Linked DNA regions of Ovis aries: region 2 is linked to region 1. A link is a contact called in public Hi-C data. All regions are on one chromosome and are shown on one strand. Each heading gives the region's core, a stretch centred on a gene start, on an enhancer-like site or on the middle of the called end of the contact. The rest is flanking DNA. Distances are from core to core; before and after follow the strand shown. Region 1 overlaps LOC105612174 (a long non-coding RNA gene). Region 2 overlaps NFIA (nuclear factor I A).

What was found. Hi-C and Micro-C count contacts between places; a contact is called where the count stands out from the background.
Region 2: a Hi-C map of hypothalamus shows a contact between it and region 1, with 6 times the contacts expected there. The contact joins two enhancer-like sites. A contact is called at or near these places in 7 of 16 Hi-C or Micro-C datasets (hypothalamus, liver, mesenteric adipose tissue and 4 more).

Annotation. Positions count from the first base shown.
Region 1 is chr1:36,295,986-36,300,819 of ARS-UI_Ramb_v3.0, reverse strand. LOC105612174 (a long non-coding RNA gene) reads left to right here. Exons shown (of 6, transcript XR_009599378.1): 4 at 1-4,834. Among named protein-coding and RNA genes, the nearest start is that of NFIA, 20 kb to the left of the region's middle. Within about 2 kb of position 2,334, at least 23 of the 54 cell types and tissues checked have an H3K27ac peak or open chromatin away from gene starts, as enhancers often do. A contact at or near this core is called in hypothalamus, where this site is marked.
Region 2 is chr1:36,581,807-36,586,640 of ARS-UI_Ramb_v3.0, reverse strand. All of the region lies in intron 4 of NFIA (nuclear factor I A), which reads right to left. Among named protein-coding and RNA genes, the nearest start is that of NFIA, 270 kb to the right of the region's middle. Within about 2 kb of position 2,835, at least 33 of the 54 cell types and tissues checked have an H3K27ac peak or open chromatin away from gene starts, as enhancers often do. A contact at or near this core is called in hypothalamus, where this site is marked.

The sequences.
Region 1 (4,834 bases), core at 1,085-3,584:
GACTTTAATTCTAAAACAGCAACACATTAAGAATTTTACTGATTTTTCCTACAATGTATAAGAGAGCTTAATTTGTGATTTTTCCCCTTTAAAAAAAAAACAAAAACAACTTTGATACCACAAAAGTTTTAAAAAGCTAACTTTCCTGGCTGAATAGGGTCTCTGTAAATGGTGAATCAAGGTTGTACAGAAGAGTATTAATCACAAAAAGTATTAATTAAGATAAACTTTAGGGATGCATCTCCCAAGTTTACAGCCCTGCCTAATGGCTAACAAAGACTTCTTTATTTGTTAGTTTTCATACATCCATGTCCATGTGTGAACCAATACATTTTGGTCTATTACTCTTATGGTTATAAATCAGACCCATGCCCAACTCAGAGGCCCTACAAATCCGGGTCTTTAAGAAAAAAAGGACAGTGGAGGTGTTGCTGTCTGGGAGAGTGTGGGCTTCCTCTGGGTTGCTAGGCCGCCTTTCTGTGGACCTAGATGTATAACCTACTTTCATTTGTCTCTAACGGCTGAATTAAAACACTCATTTATCTCCAAGTCATTATAACGTAGAAACTGCGCACTGTCTACACATCATGGGCTGTGAAACAGCAGCCGGAACACATGACAGACTCAGTATGTTTGAAATGTTGGAGCAAATGGGGTGGTTGGTTTTGAATTCATTTGCACTCATTTTTACTACTTGAGACACGCTCATTAAAAAGCTGTATTTCAACTATGTTATATGCTCCCACTTAACTGAGCTGGATTTTCTCAGCACTGCTGCCTCTGACTTTTTAATTTGCTTTGAACATGAGTATTCTTCCAAGTCGTGGACAATTCAGGCAGACTTTATCAGGTAAAGCCAAGTCTTCTGCTTTGCCTCTGCCTTCCACCCTGCTCCCGGGACCTACAAGTTGGGATTGCAGCTAAAGATGGGAACTGCAGATCCCAAACCGGAGGGCTGAATCACGCTCACTTTCTTCATGGCAGCTGCTCACAGGCATTCTGCTCGGCACTTAAACCCTTTAAAGCTACAAACAAACTTTGGGAAAGTTACATCACGGTAAACAAAAGCACAGTTGCTTAAGTTATTATTATGCAACATTGTGTCATTACACATCGACACCGCAGTTATTTTCCCAGTTTGGCAAATACGACCTGCTTTGCTGCTTCGGGGAGAAGTAAAAATCCGGGATAAATAGGTCCATGCCACCTTCAGGAAGGGAAAAGGTTTCCCACCCTCTGGAGAGATCCTCAGGTTTTATCCTGCAAACAAAGTGGGACACCAAACCGTCTCTCAAGTCTTTCGAACCCCACATTTTAAATGTAAATAATTGGTCTGGAGTGATCCATATGCTCGGAAGAGCAATACAATCACGAGCACGTGAAATTCTGGATGTGCTTTTCAAAAACTCGCAGGCATCAATACACATCTGGTAACTAGTTTATTAATTAGCCTTCCCACCCACCTTCCCCCTCCGCAAAAGTCTGGGTAACCACTGGGCAGTGTCTGCAGCCCAGGTGAGCTCTACAGATCCGGTCGGAGATTGCCCCCACCCCCACCCTGCCGCTGTGCAACCATTGCAAGGCTGGGTGTCTAAGCAGAAGACAAATCAAACATGTTCCGGACGCGTTTTATTAAAAATTTGAAACCAGATAAAAAGGATCAGTTTGTCAAAAGAAAAAACAAAAAAAGGTAACTACTTGTCCTAAGAAAAGAGCGAGAGTGAGGACAAATGACCCACGCAAGTGCATATGACCATTTTTCTCCCTAGGCTGTCTCAGAGCAGAGGATGAGGGCGAGGGAGGGAGGGATGGAAGGAAGAAAGAGGATTTCGAGCATCATCTCCCAGTCTGCAAAGGTCTGGCCTCCTCTGTGCTCAAGAAGCGGTGGTAGCCATTTTCATTTTTTCCCCCCTAAACGTAAAAGGAAAATAAAACAGAAAAGGTATATCTCCTTTCCTGCACTAACGGCTCTGCTCGTCTTTCTAAAGGAATTTTTTTTTTAATGGATTTTAACAATCTCAGGTACAAAACCTAATCCGCATGCATCCAGTGAGGCTTCAACTCGATTCGATTTGGCGACCCTCACTGCAGGAGACGTGATCTTGAAAAATCAATCCGTGCTCGCGCCCCCAAGCCGCCGCCGCCGCCGCCGCCGCTGCCGCCGCCGCCGCCGCAGTGGCCACAAAATTAGCGGCTCTGAAGACGTTTTTGCCGCAGTGCACGTCCGCCGTAACCGCCGAGCACTCGGGTGAATAATACCAGTACAGTGTGCAGACGATCGGGCTGATTGATCACGCAAAATAATTCACGACTTCAGTCCAGCTCTTGGTCCTGCCACTTTAAATCACAAACGCGCGTCTACACCGTTCTGTAGGGGCCCACACATGCATGGTACACGTGTGTGCGTGTGTGTGCGCGCGCGTCTGTGCGCGCGCGGAGGGCCAAGTGAAATGATTCCAAATTGCATCACATATAGGAACCGGGGGGAAAAAAAGAGCCAAAGAGCCCCTCACCCCAACCACTACCCCCACCTTTTGCAGCGTGGACAAGTGGCTTGTAAGGGAGCTTGGAGCAAAATAAAGTCTGAACAAAACTAGACTGTGAGACTAGCACGTCGCAGAGTGAAAGTGAGTGACGTTAACGCAGACTCGGTAAAGACTCACTTGCAGGCAAAACTTACGTGCCCCCACCCTTTTATTTTTTTAATAAGGAAAAGAAAATCATAAATTGAGTTCAGATCTTAAATGCTGCTTTCAAAATGCACGCACATGTTGAAGACTCTGCGACTGTAATTTCTTGGGTAAACATCTGGTGAAGAGATTCCAGGAACACATCTGAAAGGAAGAAAGGCGTAAGACAGCCCCTTCTTTATATATCGTGGGTCAAAAAGAGTTGGTAAAACTTATTTATTTTAAAGTATGCTGTCAGTGAAAATACCTTTATAAACTCTCAAGATGAGTTCGGGTTGGGAGAAGGAGTGAACTGGGAGTGAAGTCCTGGGTTCCAGACATTGCCATGGTCTGTGAACTTGAGCAGGTCTCTTTTGCTATGGCCCGCTTTTCTCATCTGTAAAATCGCAGAGGGTAAATGATATGCTTTCTAAGATTTTTTTTTCTGCACTAACATGATTTTAGCTAGGAGGAAATAATGATGGGGTACGAGGAAGAAGTTTTAATGTAGAGAGAAAAAGAGGTCACATTCTTCAGGTGGCATCTATTTAAACTGGTGGTGATGAAAGTGATGAGTCCAGTATGCCTGAGTTCTTAACAATAAAGATTGTGTCTATATTAAGAGTTGCTATTGTCCCAGTTCTGAAGTATAGATAGTATATAATGAATGCTCTTTGAGAATGACATTGTAATCTTGTAATTATATTTTTTGGGGTAGAGACTATTTTCAAGGATCAGCCAATATAATTTGGGGATTGGAACAATTTTCAACATTCTTGTTTACAATCTGTCTGTGAAATGCATTAAATTACTTGGATAATTTAGAGAAAGTATGTTTTTTAGTAGGTCTAAGAGTTCTTCTGTGCCATATTGGCTATCAAGATTGACTGACTTAAGGAGATTAATTACTCTGTCTACTTTTTTGGAAAACAACGCCAAGCAGGGTCGCAGGCAGAGACCACTCTTTGACATTCCTCTTGTCTGTGTCTTGAGTGGTCAGAAGTGTGGTGGCTAGGGCCAGACCACTAACTAATTTTCACATGCACCAGCTGAGTAATCATAGCCAAATTGCTTAGTTGTGCCTCAGTTTCCCACATTATAAAATGGGGATTTTAATAGCAACTAATTCATAGCGCTGTTGTCAGGATAAATGAGTTATCATATTAAAGTACTGGGAACAGAGCATGGCACATGTAACCAACAGCTCAATAAATGTTAGAGGTTATTATTACTCCAGAGTAAATACAGGGAAAGCAAGGGCAGATATAATAGAGGGATCTTTGAACTGCTCCTGAATTTCAACTAAGGCCTCTAAGCACTTTATCAGGCTTTTATGATGTCAGCTTAAAGCAGGGGGCACATGAGTCTTTATTAGGAATAAACCAAAACATTCTCCACCAAACTCCATTCCCATACATTCAATAGACGTGAAGTTGGAGAATCCTCCACTTGACCAGGTCAATGCAAATGTGTAATATTGGGTCTGTATGTTGAGTGGATCTTTATTAATGAGTGTCTTGACTGTCCGGGTGGTAGGAAGCCAAGATTTTCTTTGGGTAGAAGTTTGCAAGAATCAGTTCCTGCCTGTTCTGTTGTGAAACTTTTTTTCCTACACAAGTTGTTACCTCAGGCCTAGTCTCTGTCATTGAATTATGGGGTCAAAACAATTGCAAATCTCTGGCTCCCTCCTTGTCATTATTACTTTAAAGGGGAAAAGCAACATTCTGACTTTTTCTCCTCTCTTAATGACCCCCTAGAGTGCAGACTTGAACCAGGCTTTAGGAAGGGTCACAGGCAAGGAATGCTTAAGGGAGCAATCCCGATAGTGTTTGCATTTTGGGATTGGAGGCGAGCTGTAGTTAAGCTTTATAGAGGAAGTGGAGATTAGGTGTTTCCAGAACAAGGTGGAAGCTGGCAGGCGTCGGTCACTGCATGTTGGAAAGTAAGGTCCCACTTCTTTCTTCCTGTGGCACCTGAAGCCCCAGGTGCACTAACTGTTCTACCAGGAGCCGGGAAGAGACCGTCCCATCCAGGGCTGGCAGACCTGTGGCGCCGAGGGTGAAGTTCAACTCCAAGTTGAGAGGGCTGAACGCGCCGGGTTCAGTTCGTTAGCCAGACGAGGTCTTGCTGAAAACGCAGGAAGAAAAGTTGTGTTCCGAGCGCTA
Region 2 (4,834 bases), core at 1,586-4,085, 290 kb before region 1:
TGTCTTTTAGTTCCCTAAATGTTACCTATTGAATATAAATATCTGCTCTGTAAAAATCGAGGCTTATGAGTGCATAAATAAAGACTTACTAAAAACTACATTGGCAGAAATTACCTCCAACATGCTGGGATTTTTATGTCCATAATGAAAAAGAGAGTGAAATTTTCAAATACTATAAAACCAAATACTTTTTAAACCTGAAAAAACCCACAGTATGGCTGGCCACTTAAAAAACTGTTAACATGTCAGTGTTTAGACTGAGGATTTTTAAATATCTTGCTATCCATTCAAAGCCCTGGAAGAGAAATTTCCAGGGTAACATAGAAACATAGGCTTTGGCTGAAAGCTTGAGGAATAAAAATTTTGGGGATTCCTAAAGTAGACGAATTAGATCTAGTATTGGAATGCTCTTATTCTATCAGAATTACTAACTCTGAAGGGGTCACTAGAATGGTCCTTGTAATAAATTGATTTTTAGAACATGAATTCTATAACCAGCCCCTGTTAATTTATACACACACACACACACACTCAGCACATACACACACACATATTTTAAATAAATTTGCTGATAGTACGGTCGGCTCAAAGATCAACTCTGAGTGAAAGATCAGAGACAGAATCCCTGTTCAATACTAATCACAGTAGTTCCATTGCCGAGCATCTGCTATGTGCTGGATGCTTGACGTTTTCCACTTCATCCCTGAAACACTCCTGAAGGGGGTTTCTATTTCCATTACTCAGACACAGGCCCAGCACACAACCGGTACTTAATAAATCTTTGCTGATTGAATAAATGATGGTTAGCTATGAGGAGAACACAGTTGAGAAGGGTTACATGTTGCCCAAAGTCACCTCACAGAGCCAGGTTACCTATTATCTCTGTAACTATTTTATAATACCATGCTGCCATCTTGTATATGATTTTATGTAATATATCATCCAAAGAAAGAATTACCTAGAAAAGATGATAAATAGAGGAACAGATGAGAAGAGATCATAACAAAATAGTGTGTACATCAAGGTGTTAAGTGTTTTGCTTTTTCCTGAGTCAAATCTTTATAATAAGAATATTCACAGTCTGGCAAATTTAGCAGAAGATTCAGCTAAGAAAAGAAAATGAGAGGCTGTCTAAATCTTGCCATAAGAACTCACTGCTTCAACCAGGAAGACTGTAGGGGTGTGTGTGTAACACACCCTTCGTGCATAGCATTGACTGATGGGTCTATGGATGTCATGAGCTTGTTCTTATCCTAGCTCTAATTTCAGCTGAGATGGTGATCATAACACCACTGCCAGAGGGCACAACAACACACGGTATATGCACATTTCAATTTGCAGGTAAGGGTGGGAGCACTTTTTTACTTTCTTTGGCTCTTTCACAAGTGGGTGAGGAGAGTAGGACAGGGAAAAAAAAATCATGTTTGGCCACACATAGTGTGAGCCAGGATTCAGAAGAATGAGTAGTTTGATGAAAATTTCTATTACTGCCAGTTCATTCCATTTGTTGCCAGCCTTACTGTCCACATATTCACCCCAAATATGTCAAGAAAATGAAAAGAAAAAATTTATACTATAAAACATCCTTCTGAACTAACTCAATTTCAGTATTTATTTTGAAAATTTATTGAATTATAGTAGAGGAAACCCACTAAATTAAGCCAGTAAGACTGGTATTTTTTTTTTCTTCCTAAGAGTATGGCAATATTTATTACTTTATCTCTCTATGAGGGGCTGATTAAAACTAGAAAATAAAACATTTGCAATGTCATAATACATTCAGAATAAGGTAGCTTTGACAGGCAAAGTGAAAAACAGATACAGGGCCAATCAGCATTCTCTGTTTCATAATGCACAGATTTTCTTGAAAAACTACACTTTGGAGATGGGCATTTTGATTTTTTTTTAAAGGAACTGCTGCTTTTTTGTGTGCTGCACATGATACCCTCACTCTGGAAGAGGTGCCATTGACTTCTACAGATAGAAAATGTGTGAGATTCATTTTAAAATTACTAGTAGAGCCTGCTATTGACCATCTAATTATGCCGAGTTCCATTTATAAACATAGCTAACCACTAAGTTTATGGAGACTTTTTGTGCTGCTTTAATAGGATATTGATCGAGAGCATAGTTTGAGTGGACTGCCATTGAATTGTGTAATGGCAAACAAGAGGCAAGGTCACAGCCACTGTTCACGCTAGGGCTGCAGTCTATTTTTTATTATAATCTTTCTGGTTCTTCCCTTAATGCTCAAGCCCAAATGGTTTCTTTCAAAAGAAGAACTTGCGTAAGAATATAACCTTAGGTTTAAAAATAATTTCCATGCCCTGATCAAAGGCGAACCAACAGGCTACTTGTTCAGAAAAGAAAGTTTCATATCTACTCCACTTTAATGAAGACCTAAAATCCAGCAAATATTTAAAATGGCACCCCCGGAGGACAAGGACATTCGGAATCTCTTATCCTATACGAATTTCTTCATGAGTCTTTCTTTGCAAGAACATTTTGTAATTTTTCAAGTTTGGGCTTGACCCTGTCAAAGAGATTCATTTCCTCGTTGTACCTTGGAGGCAAGTTAATTCTGTTGTAGTAGCTCCATCGTGGCAGGTTAGACTGTTACCAAAAGAGTTCCTACTAAATTGCTGGCCAGAAAACCAAGGGTGTGGATGTGGGTTCCCCAGAGACGCACAAAGGACCTAGAGACTTCAAAAAGAATTTTACGAATGAACTGCAAGTTGGATCTTAGCAACGATTCCCGTGTGAGAATACAGAAGAGTGCGCATTTCTAAAGCAGCAAACAGCCACTAGGGTGCCACCTCATGCCAGGCTGAGCAGACGCCTTCCTCCATTCACTCCTGCTCTCCATTGACAAACACCTCGGGAATTCTGTAGCCACCCAGCAGCCTGGCTTTGTGGCAGAGCCAGGACGGTTCAGCTGCTGGATTTTAATAGATTCTGCAGCAGTGCAATGGGAACCCCAAATCAGTCTGGGTAACTGAGAGTGGTTTTCACACCCAAAGATTCTAAGGCTGGCCACAGTGTACTGAGAACCCTGGCTTTTCAAAATTCCAGGGCCATGAAGTCATCCCCAGCCACGAAGTTTACTTAACCCTTACAGCCGGCTCGGGTGTACAAACCACGGCTAGAAAATTAGAACCCGTCAGGCCAGAGTCACAATGGCCTGTGTGTATTTGTGGTTTTCCTCTTTTCCCAGTGAAGTATTTAAGGTTTCAGAGTCACTCCACCAACTTCAAGTAAGAGAGTCAGCACTTTAGAAGGAAATGGGCAGAAGGAGTGGATTTTTTTTTTTAAGGAGGATTTTCTGGGTTCATACCAGGAAGAATATCTGACAGCCTCAAAGCACTCACTCTGAGGAAAACATTGGTGCCAAATAAACAAGAGAGGGTGCTGACAGAGAGCGCTATCTAAGTGGCATCATTCAGCCGCCAGTGGAGTGGGCTCTCTTTGTAGCAACTTCATGGGAGACAGACCCATCTGAAAATGCTTCTAGAAGGCTTTGTTTGAAAATGCAGCATCATGTCAGAGCCATTTCAACAGATGGTTCCTGTCTCTTTCCTCACAGTATTATGCTAAAACAACTTCAGTGATTCTGAACCTCATTGTTAGCACTTGTAAACCCCCTCCCCCAGAGCAGAGAAGACTTCTCCCTTCTCTCTGGCAACGTGTCTAGTGGTCTGTATTCCACCCTCTCTCCCCCAGAACAAAGTAATAAATAACCAGAACTACTTTCAGATGGTCCGAGCACAGGGAGGAAAAAGGTAGGGAAAGAATGAATGTATATTTACTTTTATACTACAGACTTGCTTTGCTGCTAAGAAAAACAGAACTATCCTTTTTTGCTTTTCACGGACTCCGGATGATGTAAAAAATTAAAAGTTAGGTACATAGCAGACAGGCTTCCCTTGTAGCTCAGATGGTATAGGATCTGCCTGCAATGCAGGAGACCTGGGTTTGATCCTTTGGTTGGCAAGATCCCCTGGAGAGGGAAATGGCTACCAGCTCCAGTATTCTTGCCTGGAGAATCCCATGGACAGAGGAGCCTGGTGGGCTACAGTCCGTGGGGTTGCAAAGAGTCAGACACGATTGAGCAACTAACACATACATAAACACACACACACACACACACACACACACACACACACACACGGAGGGGGTAAAGAAAGAGGGAAATTGCTGAGAGACAGCAGCAGGAGCCTCTGATTCTAACAGGTGTGTGCAAGTGAGAAGGATAATTAAATGTCGAGCAACCTTGTCACTTGACCCTCATCTCTGAATGTGCAAGGCTAAGCTGGCAACTCTTCCTTGAGTTTCTCTGCCACTGCCACCCTGTAGTAACATGATTATAATCAACAAACTTAGCACACGGTTATTTCAGTGAATCCTCATGAGGAAACACTGAAATAGCATCTCCCTCCTTTGTTAAGTTTAAAAGGAGGAAAACTAAGAACAGAAACTAACTGGAAACCTGGGGAATGTCAATATTTGTTTAGCAAATTTGAAAATTAAATTCAAAAGGTCCAGAAAGAGGAAAAATTTTCAAGCTAAGGCCACCATCAGTGTGAATGTTCTGGACCATGTATGTGGTGATGGGGGTCCTGGGTGGGGCTAGGACAGACAGAGGGAAGATAAGAACTGTGTAACACAGCAGAAGAAATTCTAAGACAGTGAGGACATTAGAAACGTTTACCTTTTACATCCAGGTAAAAGGCTAAACTATAGAATGAGTAAAGGGATCCCTGGTTGGGGAAGTGGGAAGCACAGGTGACTTGTAAAGAAGTGAGACTGTCCTGTAATAATGGATGCATTTGTCAAA